Regions from separate parts of the Gossypium hirsutum genome. Here regions 2 and 3 are each linked to region 1. A link is a contact called in public Hi-C data. All regions are on one chromosome and are shown on one strand. Each heading gives the region's core, a stretch centred on a gene start, on an enhancer-like site or on the middle of the called end of the contact. The rest is flanking DNA. Distances are from core to core; before and after follow the strand shown.

The links. Hi-C and Micro-C count contacts between places; a contact is called where the count stands out from the background.
Region 2: a Hi-C map of leaf shows a contact between it and region 1, with 1.7 times the contacts expected there. The contact joins two enhancer-like sites. A contact is called at or near these places in 2 of 34 Hi-C or Micro-C datasets (hypocotyl and leaf).
Region 3: a Hi-C map of leaf shows a contact between it and region 1, with 2.9 times the contacts expected there. The contact joins two enhancer-like sites. A contact is called at or near these places in 2 of 34 Hi-C or Micro-C datasets (both in leaf).

What each region holds. Positions count from the first base shown.
Region 1 is chrA03:106,198,854-106,202,491 of Gossypium_hirsutum_v2.1, forward strand. No RefSeq gene overlaps it. Among protein-coding and RNA genes, the nearest start is that of LOC107886757, 32 kb to the left of the region's middle. Within about 2 kb of position 1,593, at least 1 of the 9 cell types and tissues checked has an H3K27ac peak or open chromatin away from gene starts, as enhancers often do. A contact at or near this core is called in leaf, where this site is marked.
Region 2 is chrA03:106,314,483-106,318,120 of Gossypium_hirsutum_v2.1, forward strand. No RefSeq gene overlaps it. Among protein-coding and RNA genes, the nearest start is that of LOC107886756, 44 kb to the left of the region's middle. Within about 2 kb of position 1,934, at least 4 of the 9 cell types and tissues checked have an H3K27ac peak or open chromatin away from gene starts, as enhancers often do. A contact at or near this core is called in leaf, where this site is marked.
Region 3 is chrA03:106,265,875-106,269,512 of Gossypium_hirsutum_v2.1, forward strand. It overlaps LOC107886756, which reads right to left. Exons shown (of 6, transcript XM_016810812.2): 4 at 3,570-3,638; 5 at 3,346-3,437; 6 at 2,651-3,266. The coding sequence ends at 3,025. Among protein-coding and RNA genes, the nearest start is that of LOC107886756, 4.3 kb to the right of the region's middle. Within about 2 kb of position 1,562, at least 8 of the 9 cell types and tissues checked have an H3K27ac peak or open chromatin away from gene starts, as enhancers often do. A contact at or near this core is called in leaf, where this site is marked.

The DNA.
Region 1 (3,638 bases), core at 343-2,842:
TTAATTGAAGGTGATCCTTAACTACAACATTAGTGAATTGAGGTTGAATAGTAATCAAAGCATTTTCTTATTTTGCATAATAATTATTACTTGACAATAATATTTTATTTTTCAACTATTGAATGAATAGCAAACATTGTACCCAATCCTTGGTAGTTTACTCATCGTATAGGTTTACAATATACTTTAATTTAATATTAATATTTTTTAATTATTTTTAAATAAAAGCATTTTTAAATAATTTAATCTTTAAATTATTCAATGTATCTTTGAGATTAAATGTTAATAAAGATATTTGTCTTGTAAAATTAATTGAATATTGGTTAGAATGTTATAGTTGTTGTTGCTGTTGTTGTTGTTTTTTTTTTTTTAGTTTATTAATCCATATCTATACCGCACCAAGGCTTTGTTGTATGGTAGTGTAGGAAAAAAATTGAAAGGTGAAAAATATAATTTTCTTATAGATGCGTGGAAAAATGAAAAATTAAAAGAAAAAATAATTATCTTTCCATTCATTGTTTAATGGGTTGAAAATTAAAAAATATATATATAATATTTAAAATATATATAATTTTAAACTAATATCCTCCTGTTTTTCGTTTTTTTTTTCTTTTCTCATCCTTTGATTTGTTTTCACTTTGTTATCACTACTAGTTTGAGAATGCTCGATACAAAGTTTTAGAGCTCTCCCTTATGCGACATAATTGATGTCTTTTTTTTTTAGCTTTTTATTTTCATCAATACTAACGAAATATTTAGGATCTGATTTAATTTTCTTAGGTGTATACTTTTTTTATATATATATTTGTATATTTTTATTTGAGTAATTTCAAATTCGAATCAAAGTTAGAGGAATGTTTCTTGAGTTATGATTTTCTTGATATCAATCTTAAGCTTAAGTTGTTTCAATTTATGTTATTTGAAAATTTAAATCATATTGAATTCAAATTTTTATAAGTTTTGATTAAATTATTTTCATATTAATAAATTGTTTTATATACATATTAGTGGTATATGTACATTTTATTTTTCATGACATGTTTAAAGTATTATCAATATTTTTGTATCATATTTCAATCATTTCAGAATTTATATAATTTTATCATAATAATTGTATGACAAAATTACGAACCAAACCTAACCAAAAGACATATTATGGTAAGAATGAGAGAAACATCTCAATTTCATATTTCATACAACAAAACTATATCACTACAAATTACAAAACTACAAACCACCATTAAGATGTTTATTAGAGTCCTAAATGGAGCATTTAAGCAATAAAAATTGTGACCAAATATGTTTTAAAATATTCGATTGAGTCTTAACTCAATTGGTGTAAATATCGTTGTCAACGCAAGGGGTCGTGAGTTCGAGTGCGTTGAAGCGTATTATCTTCCTATTTAAGAGTTGAGGAGGGAGGCTATAAATAATTCTAGAGACTCTATAAAAAACAAGAATAAGATAAGAAATTATAATAAAATTAATATTAAAAAAATCTTAAAAATATAAAGGCCTTTTATATATACAATTGTATAGAGCACTAAGGCAGGCCCAACTTCAATATTGGGTTAAATTTAAATCCAAACACTAACCTATATTATGGAGTGAAGCTGTATACGTTTTGATCCATCAGCTTCTCTCTATTATGGGATATAACTTTCAACTCAAAAGCCCATGGATGAGTAAATAATTTCAACTAGAGGGCCGGACTAAAATTTTGTCTCAATTTAATCATAACTACACTAATATATTAATTAAAAATTATGCAACGCCTTTTTTAACTTTACTTAGAATTTCTTTCTTTTTTTGATCTATTCTATTACTAATATATCAAATAATTACTTAGTAATATATTTGCGGGGATATCATTGGTAAAATAATGAAGAAAATTGCAAAAATGGAAATTATCTAATTACAAATTATGCCTTCATCATTAGAAACTCGAAACTCATAGCGAATTTCTGAAAATTCCGGTTTTTTAAAATAATTACGGGATTAGATTGGTTTTTTTTAAATGATTTTGATTTTTTTTAGAGTTAGGATTTTATTTTTTTAAATAGGGTTAGGGTTGTGTGGATTTTAGGACTTGCAGTCAGGGTTGTGTAGAGTTTTAATTTTTTTTTAATACTTTTAAGTTTTTTATATATTCTTTAGTCTTTTTTTATAATTTTTTTGAGATGTAAAGTTAATAATTATTTAATTCAATATTTAAAAGTATTGTATTTACACCAATTGTGTATTCAAATTTTAAAATTCAATTCGATTCATAATCGAAACTCAAACTACTCGATTTGATTAAATCTTAGTTTGTACTTTTTTTTCAGTTTTCTTAAATGCAACTGAGTTTTGATCTTTTTTTTTCACGGGAGGTTGAGATCGATCAGATTTTTCAATTCATTCTTTTCGAACTTTCAGATTTCTTCAAAAAAAAATATCACGAGAATCTCGGGATATCTAATGGTTGAGTTGGAAAAAGTGTAGAGTTGAAAGTGATAAAGGGAAAATGCTTCAGTAGGACGCATTTTCAGTGCGCTATAAAATAAAAGCACTTAAAGCACATCTAGCTGGACGCGTTTTCATGCTATGTCAGTTGAAAACGTGTCACCTACGCGCTTTCAATGCTTTTTTTCTAACAGTTTACTAAAAATGCGTCCTACATAGAGCGTTTTCCCTCTAGTACTTTCAACTCCCCACTCACCCGAGAAATTTTTTTGAATCAATTGCCACTCACCCCTGGGTTTAAAAAAGCATGGCTTTCAGCATTGAGCGGCATAAAGCATTTACGAGCAAAAAAAATTGTAAGAAGAACCAAAAGAAAATGAAGTTCACACATAAGACATAATTTGGAGCTACCACGTAATTTGCATCAATTAAGGATTGATTTTGTTTTCATATTTAATTACAACACTATTTTTTTGGATAATGTTTTCTGTTTAGAACATGTGGAATAGGTTATTTCGTTGAAAATGAATAGATTAATTAATGTTATTGTTTATTACGATGGTGAAATGCATGACACCGAGAATAAGATCATCTTTTTATCAGAGAACACAACACGGTTGGCTTTTAACATGAACATACAATTATCGGAGCTGCGTGGAAAAATTAGGCAAAAAATCATAAGATCCAACCAAATGAGAGCATCACTTAAATATCAATTTTATGCTTCGATCGACCTTGTCAAATATGACACTTTTGATATCATGGGCGCAAGGGGGTTGGAAGCGATGGTGCAAACACATCTTGTCAATGGATTACCAATTCTTGAGTTATATGCAAAGTTTGTAAAGATAGATGAAGGCCCTCAGATGTTAACATATGTTCCAGTTCGAGTGACCGGAACAGAAGAACAAATCGAGAATCCAACGACACAGTTGTGCAGTGGGTTCACTGCTTTGTTAGAAGCTTCTCATTCTGATATCTTAGAATCATCAATGGGAAGACACTCATTTATTTCGACCCTAAATTTCAACAGCGACAAGCAAAATGCCCAATATTCGGGGTTTGATGGTAACACAAAATACTAGACCGCTGCACAACACTAAGTTAGTGGTTTTAATTTGGACTTCAGTCAGCCGATGTTCAATGCTGGTGTAACACCCTAAACTCGGCCTAAACGTTATGGCTGAATCTGG
Region 2 (3,638 bases), core at 684-3,183, 120 kb after region 1:
TTTGTTTAATTTGGTACTTGTCAAACGTTTTACAAATTACTCCAATATACTAAAAATGTTTTTTTTGAGGTAGCAAAAATAATCAATTTGTGACCGACATGTGACAAATGATATGATATTATTTTGTATTTTATATGTTCAATTACTTTTAGTTTTATTTATTTAATTAATTTAAAATAATAAATTTCTTTTAATTTGAGGTTTTAAATTTTATTTTCTTATTTAATATCAATTCATTAAGTATAGCTCAATACCTATTTTTTTTAACATGAATATCCTCTAATATTGGTAATATTTTTGTAGCATAACAAGAAAAAAATTAACACCGTTAGTATTTTGCGTAATTTGTCTAATGTTTAATAAATTAGGTACCAATTGAACCTAAAAAAAAGTTAGGTATCAAATTTAAAAAAAATGTCAAATTCCAATACCAAATTGGACTCAAAAAATTTTAAGTACCAAATTAAAAAAATATCAATTTTAGATATCAAATGTTATATCTTAAAATATTCCCATGGAATAATTAATAATCTATATGTAAATTTGGTAACATGTGAACTCATTCCTTAGTCTAACAACCTTTGATTTGGACAATTTTTGAACATAGATACATGTTAGTTACTAACTACTTAACAACCCGAGATGAAGACAAGACATTTAGATTTAGGATTAAATGAATAATCCTGCAACCTATATGCTTGTGAGTTAAATTGACAGTAACGCATGCTGTTCATATCCAGGGTCAGTCTATTAATCTTATGTATATACCGGAATAATTAATTGGATGAATAACCCGATTATAGTGTTTAAAAGACTGCCATTATGTAAGCAAGGTGTTTATTAGTAATTTATTCCTAAAAAGAGAGATGGAGAGATTCACCCTATGATATTTTTATAAGTTATTTATAATATGCAATAACTTAGTGGCAGTCAGATTAGTTCATTTTGTAGTGGCAGTACCACTAGCTAGCTCCAGTGGCAATGGATAGAATTTGCAACTACGTACAGAAATCTGCATTTGTAATCAGTTAATTAATTCATAGAATTCAAACATAAATTTTTACTAATCTTAATATTGCTATGGAATGAGGATAAAGACGCAACGAGAGAGAATATTGTTTTCTACTGAAAATAATTCAATATTTTCGGCAAAAATTTAACTTTTAGCAACGGACAAATGAATGACTGATTACTCAACTATAATTTTTCTGACGAAATCACAAAATAGCCCCAAAAGGTTTCTCCTATCGTGGTTTAAATTTGAAGCAATAGACCTAGGATTGAGGGAGTAATACCAAGTCCTACTAGAGCCCTAGACCACGGTACTCCTTATGATGTCAAAAACTCTTTGTAGGTTATGGTTGAGGTGACCAATAACAATCAATTGTTCCATCACATGCGCCTTGGGTGTTCAAGTTGGCGGTACCTCTCCTTGACGAATGACCAAGGACTAAGGGTTTATACCTTTTCAAGATAATAAAAAAAAGGACTAAGGACTATTTCATCATCATCATGGAGCTAGTCAATGTCACCCTTATGTGGCTGTTTAAGCTCTTGATCAAAGTTTGCGATGGATGCATTGAGAAGCATTGGATGTGATATGTAGAGTGGAGGGATCTACGCACAAGACTTTGACAATGTTAGGCAGTAGATGCGGCGTTTTGGCCGGATGGCACCAGTATTTGTGACTAGGAGGAGTTTGAAGTGTGGTTAGTTAGAAGTTAGTGCATGGAAGGAGAATGAGATTGGCAATGTTGCCAAGTGCTAAAAGTAGATTTGTAAATGGTGTTGAGGTGCATGTTGGTGTGTTAGGAATGAAGTTTTCAAACTTGGTGCAGAGCCAATAGAGGCGAAGGTTAAATATAAGAGGGGGGAGGGGGATTAATGAGATAGTTGCACACGCATTCATGCCTGTGGGACAGATGGACTGGCAGTGGCAGGACGGTGTTTTCAGCTGGTGGTAGCAAAATAGCCATCATTGTCCAAGGGGGACACTATGTTAGGACCCCAAATCACACTTTACTATTACTTGATAGATGATATGAGAGGAGAATTAAAGGCAGAGGAAATATGTGGTTTTTGGTTATCAGATTTACTTAATGCCTCATGGATATATAAATCCAACAGTGGTACTTGCCAGCTATGATTAATTTGAGTGTCCTTGACGGTCAATGGATCCACCTTAGCTCATACACGTGTCAATCAAATTTTAGAATCATATGTTGTCTTTACCCCTCTACACTAAACTGACCTTTCATGACCCTAATTTTATACTCATATCCCAGATATTTAGGTTATAACAAATGAAGGTTTATTTGTGGATGACTGTGGAGAGATTCCTAGGTCACATATCTTTTCTAACATTAAATCTAAGATTTTCAAAATTAAATACGTAATTAATTCAGTCAAATTATTTATTTTTATTTTAATCAATTCATTTGATTTAATTAGATAAATTATTTTAAAAATAAAAAAATCAATTAAACTGTTATTTCAATTGATATTTAATATGATTTAACTAATTTCAAATGTAGTGAGTCAACTCTTCTAATCAATACCCGACCGATCCAGTCTAATTAAAAAATTAAATAAATAATCTAATTTGGTTTAAGAAAAACTTGAGTTTGAGAAAATGCTTTTAGGAATTAAAATATTAAAAAAATATTTGTTTAAAATAAAATTATATATATAAACACGAGAATGATACAAATCAAATGATAATCCCAAAATATTTTACCTATGTAAAAGAAAATTTTTGACCTCAAAATTTGTATTAACGAGAATGCTAAACCAACCCTTGATAAAACAATGAGATCAAATCATTCACGTTTTACTAAAATTGAACAAGGCCTATAATAAACAATAATAATCTCCATGGTGCATTATCTCAAAGCAAACCACATCCATAACAGAGATAAAAAAAAAAAAAAAAGAAGGTGGGTTGGTGGGTGGGTGATACTAATATATGGAGTGAGTGTCGGTTTGTCATCCCCCATTAATTGCACATTCATGTTCTCATCCATTTAATAAACGTTAAACGCCTAAATATCCGACTACATCGAACATGATCAAATTATTTTTAAGTATGGATAATTTCTTTTATTGATTTAATTAAAGAAGTTACAATTTAGACACTGAATTATTTAAAAGTTTTCATTTAAGTCACTAAATTGTGAAGTTTTATTTTTAAAAAGTTCTAGCAATGAACTCCAACTGATGATTCGACAATCGATATAGTAGATTAGTACTTATCGACGAAAAGAATAACATATCTTATATCTAAGATGATCTAATGATTAATATCGAAGATTAGAAAAAAATGTTTGAATTTTAGTTCACAGATTTATGACGTCTAAAACTGTTTTATGAAAAAAATTTGAACCGTAAAAGATAAAGGAAAAGAGAGAATTCGATTGGTGGAGGCAGTGTGAATAAAGAAAATCATATAGCATTGGTTTTAACAGTCCAGTGATTTAAATAAAAAATTTTATATAGTTCAATAATTAAATTATAAATTTTTAAATTAAATTATTAAAATAAAAATTTACATATAATTTAATGATTAATAGTCTACATTCTTAATTATGCACGATAAAAATGTTTAGGATGTCGGAATTCGTAGTAGTTGAGAAAATAGG
Region 3 (3,638 bases), core at 312-2,811, 67 kb after region 1:
TTTGCTCTTTAGTCTAATGAACCAATTTGTCCATTTTCTGAGTAGATAATAAAATATAATCTGACTCTTAATACAATCACCCGATAATTTTACCTCTATTACACGTGAGACCCACATTGACTTAAAAGAGCCAAAAGGCCTATGTGTGATGCAAGTGATGTTGCATTCTCAAGTTCTTTGTTTTTTTTCCTTCCTCTAGTCATTTATAACACTTGGTTAGTGGTTGGGACCTTTTGAGATCAATTCTGATCTGCTGTAATGTGTGTGGATAATGTATGTGGATAAGGTGTTGAAATTGGGGGTTTCCATTTTTCTCTTCTCATTTCAATTGTCCAACTGGGAAACCACTTCATTGCTCTCACCAACACACCCATTTGCATCTTTAACCTGTCTTCTTCATCTATGTTTCAACCAACAATTTTATGTTCACATTCATCTCTCTATTTTTAAATCCTTGAGCTGGGTTCATTTAAGTTTGAATGTAAACCAAATTTAAAAGTTAATATTATTAGTTAGTATATCATATTCTCATAATAAATTATCTTTAAGGGATCACTTAAACAATCTCATAAATGAACCATAAATCAACTTGATTAATCAATTTGAATCATATCCACAATTATTAGTTTGGTTTGATAAAACCAAAAAAAAAAATCTAATCAGAACTGTAAGTCAAATACTGTAATCATTTCTAGATAAACATATGTTGTATTGTTGTTTATTTAGTGATGGGATTAAAGTAATGTTAGATATTAGTTTAGGGTTGTGTGAGGATTAGTATCAAATTCCTAATGGAACCGCCACTACCATATATTTATAAGGCATAGATCAGAATGCACAAGTGTTGGGGGCTTTTTCGTGGCAATCAAATGGAGGTGACGGTACATCACCACTGCTTATTTATAAATATTACAAAAATGAAAATTTATTCCACAAAACACCAAGGCTACCTACTTAACAACCCAACTATGTTGCAATTTTGCTTAATATGCATCATTATGAACTTGAATGGACCATATACTAAAAGTTCTAGTTACTTCAATTTAAAACACCATAAACAGTATCAAATGGTGGTCCGCTCGGTGGTTTCATCCATCCTAACCGCTTCTCTGCCCTGGCCTCTGGGTGCTAACCGGAGATCCCGATTGCCTGCGTTGTGTTTCTTATTCTTTAGGGTTGAGGTGCTGTAATGGTGGTCGACTCTTCGGTTGTTCCTGAACTCCCAAGGGCTCAGGTAGGGAGCCTAACTCCCCAATTTGAAAAATTCTGGTTGACCCTCTAAATTTTTTAAATCTATTTGTTAATAAAATTATAGTTTGACTTCAAAATACTAAAATTTTGATTATATAATGGCGAGATTTTATTCTAACTCCTATAAATGTATATAACATAATCCCAATCTCTCCAAAGAAACTTTGCTGTTGCCAAACTCCAACCAATATTTCCGGTAAGATGGGGTCCGGTTGGAAAAATAAGCTTTGTGGCCTATGGACTGTGCTGTGTTTTCGCGTCGCGATTAGGCTACGGAACTCGAGTCCCATGAGGCTCGTTTGGTCTATTGGTTCAAGTCAAGAGTAGTATCCACTACCGAAGGCAAGGGTTGCTTAAACTCACTATATCAATGTCCGTTACCTTGAGAGTTGAGTAATGCATCTTACTGTTGGGCGACGTTTGTGCTGAGATCTCTTTTTGCCTCCATTAGGCAAGGAGGCTTAATTCAAGCAATGACGAACTGTCTCTGACATAAATTGTAGGGTTTACTCATCTTCTAGGGTGTTGTCTTTTATGAGACTTGGGTTTTCGAGTGCTTCCTTCGTTTCGTTTATTTGGGTTGGAGGCTTCATTGTCCTTTGTTTGCATGGGACATTGTTCCCATTTGCTGTATTCCTATGAAATGAAATTTGAACTTCGACCAAAAATAAAACACAAATCAAAATATCAATATATTGCCCATCATCCAGCCAGAGGGTTTACTGGGCTTGAAGAGTTGGGCATGTTCAGTGACTTGGCTTCAAGTCAAGTCATTCAAAATGCTAAGGTAAAGACAAAAATTAATAGTTTTAAGAAGAGAGAATGTTTAACTTTTGTCCTCCATGATTCTGCGTCAGAGCCGATTTTGTCTAGAGAAGACCCCAGGTAATGTTTGTATCCATGAATCAAATAGGTGTTGTTCTGTTGTTTAACCATTTGCACCATGTGCTCGATAAAATATTGGAATGACAAAAGAAAACCAGCAGGGCAATGACATAGTGACGGGGAAAATTAGAGCGAGATAGCCGAACCAATAAATATGTAAATTGAATACCCATACAAGTGATGGCATTAATATCAAAGACCTCAGGTCCCACCATTGCTAGATTTCTACTTTTCTTCATGTTCTGTGTCTGCCCAACCCAACCTAGCATGCAATGTTAAGCATGAAATTCGTACCAAAGTGTCTAATGTCTCTCAAGTCAACATTTTTCTCTCACTTGCTTTTGCTTTGCTTATAAATTTTATTTGCGGTGCAATTTTATTTGTAAAAAGGACGTACTGTTCATTGGTTTTGCTTTATCTACTACAGGTACCCAATATGAATAATGATGAGTGAGGGAAATTTTTTATGAAACTGTGGGGGCAATTTTTTTCCACATCTCTATTAGCTCTATAATTAAGGTCAAGAGAAACATATACCATACAAACCGCAAAGATTTTCTAAAGTTTCAGAGCCCCACTTTTGTACCCTCTTAGACCCTCACCCATTTCTTTACAATAAAAGCCCACAAACATAAAGAGGGTAAACTCAACTCACATACCCTCTGCTGAAAGTTCCTGTCAAGGCTGGCCTCAGAGTGAACCGTCAAAAGGGTTTTGATAACAAGTGCCAATCACAATCCTCACTATTACTCCCAAGCACAAAACCAAAAATTCTTAAAACCCAAAAAGAGGCTTCTTTTTTTTTAAGTTTTTTTTTTTTTTTGATAATTAGTGATCAGTCACTTCCATGGGGTTCTCAAGAGAAAACTACAGCAAGCAATTATGTATTTAGCCACGTCGAATCCCCGTGAAGTAATTGAAGTCATGGTGCTGGACTCTAAGTTGCTTTAGCCACGAATCTGCCACGCTTAAAAGCGACACCAGCCTCTCTTGGTCCCACCCAGAATTACCCGAGACCCACACGTTTCCTTGCATCTTGTAAGTGGCCAAGCCAAATGGTGGAAGAGAGATGCCTTCTCCTTCCTTTCGCTTCCTTTCAGGATTCTCAATGTCATCTTCCAGGTCCATATCTGCAAAACAACCATTACATGTATAAGTATCTTGGAACCAAGCAACTTAACATAACACAAAAGCTGAAAGAAAGAGAACCTTGGAAAGAAGAAGATAGAGTGTGGTATGTGAGGAAGCATGTGGACAAGTCTTTTATGGTCCTTCCCATGGGAATATGATAAATTGGGTACCTGATATCATCAACATCAAACAATAATCCTTTGTCAATAATTTGAAACTATATAATATGCAAATCATATTATCTAAAGAGGTCTAAGAGGGAGATTCTATCAGAAAAGAGAGAGGAAGAGATGGAAACAGACCAGTAAACAGCCATCCAACTAGCTGGGGAAAGATCTACGCTCCTCAATGACATCAACCCGGGGTATCTT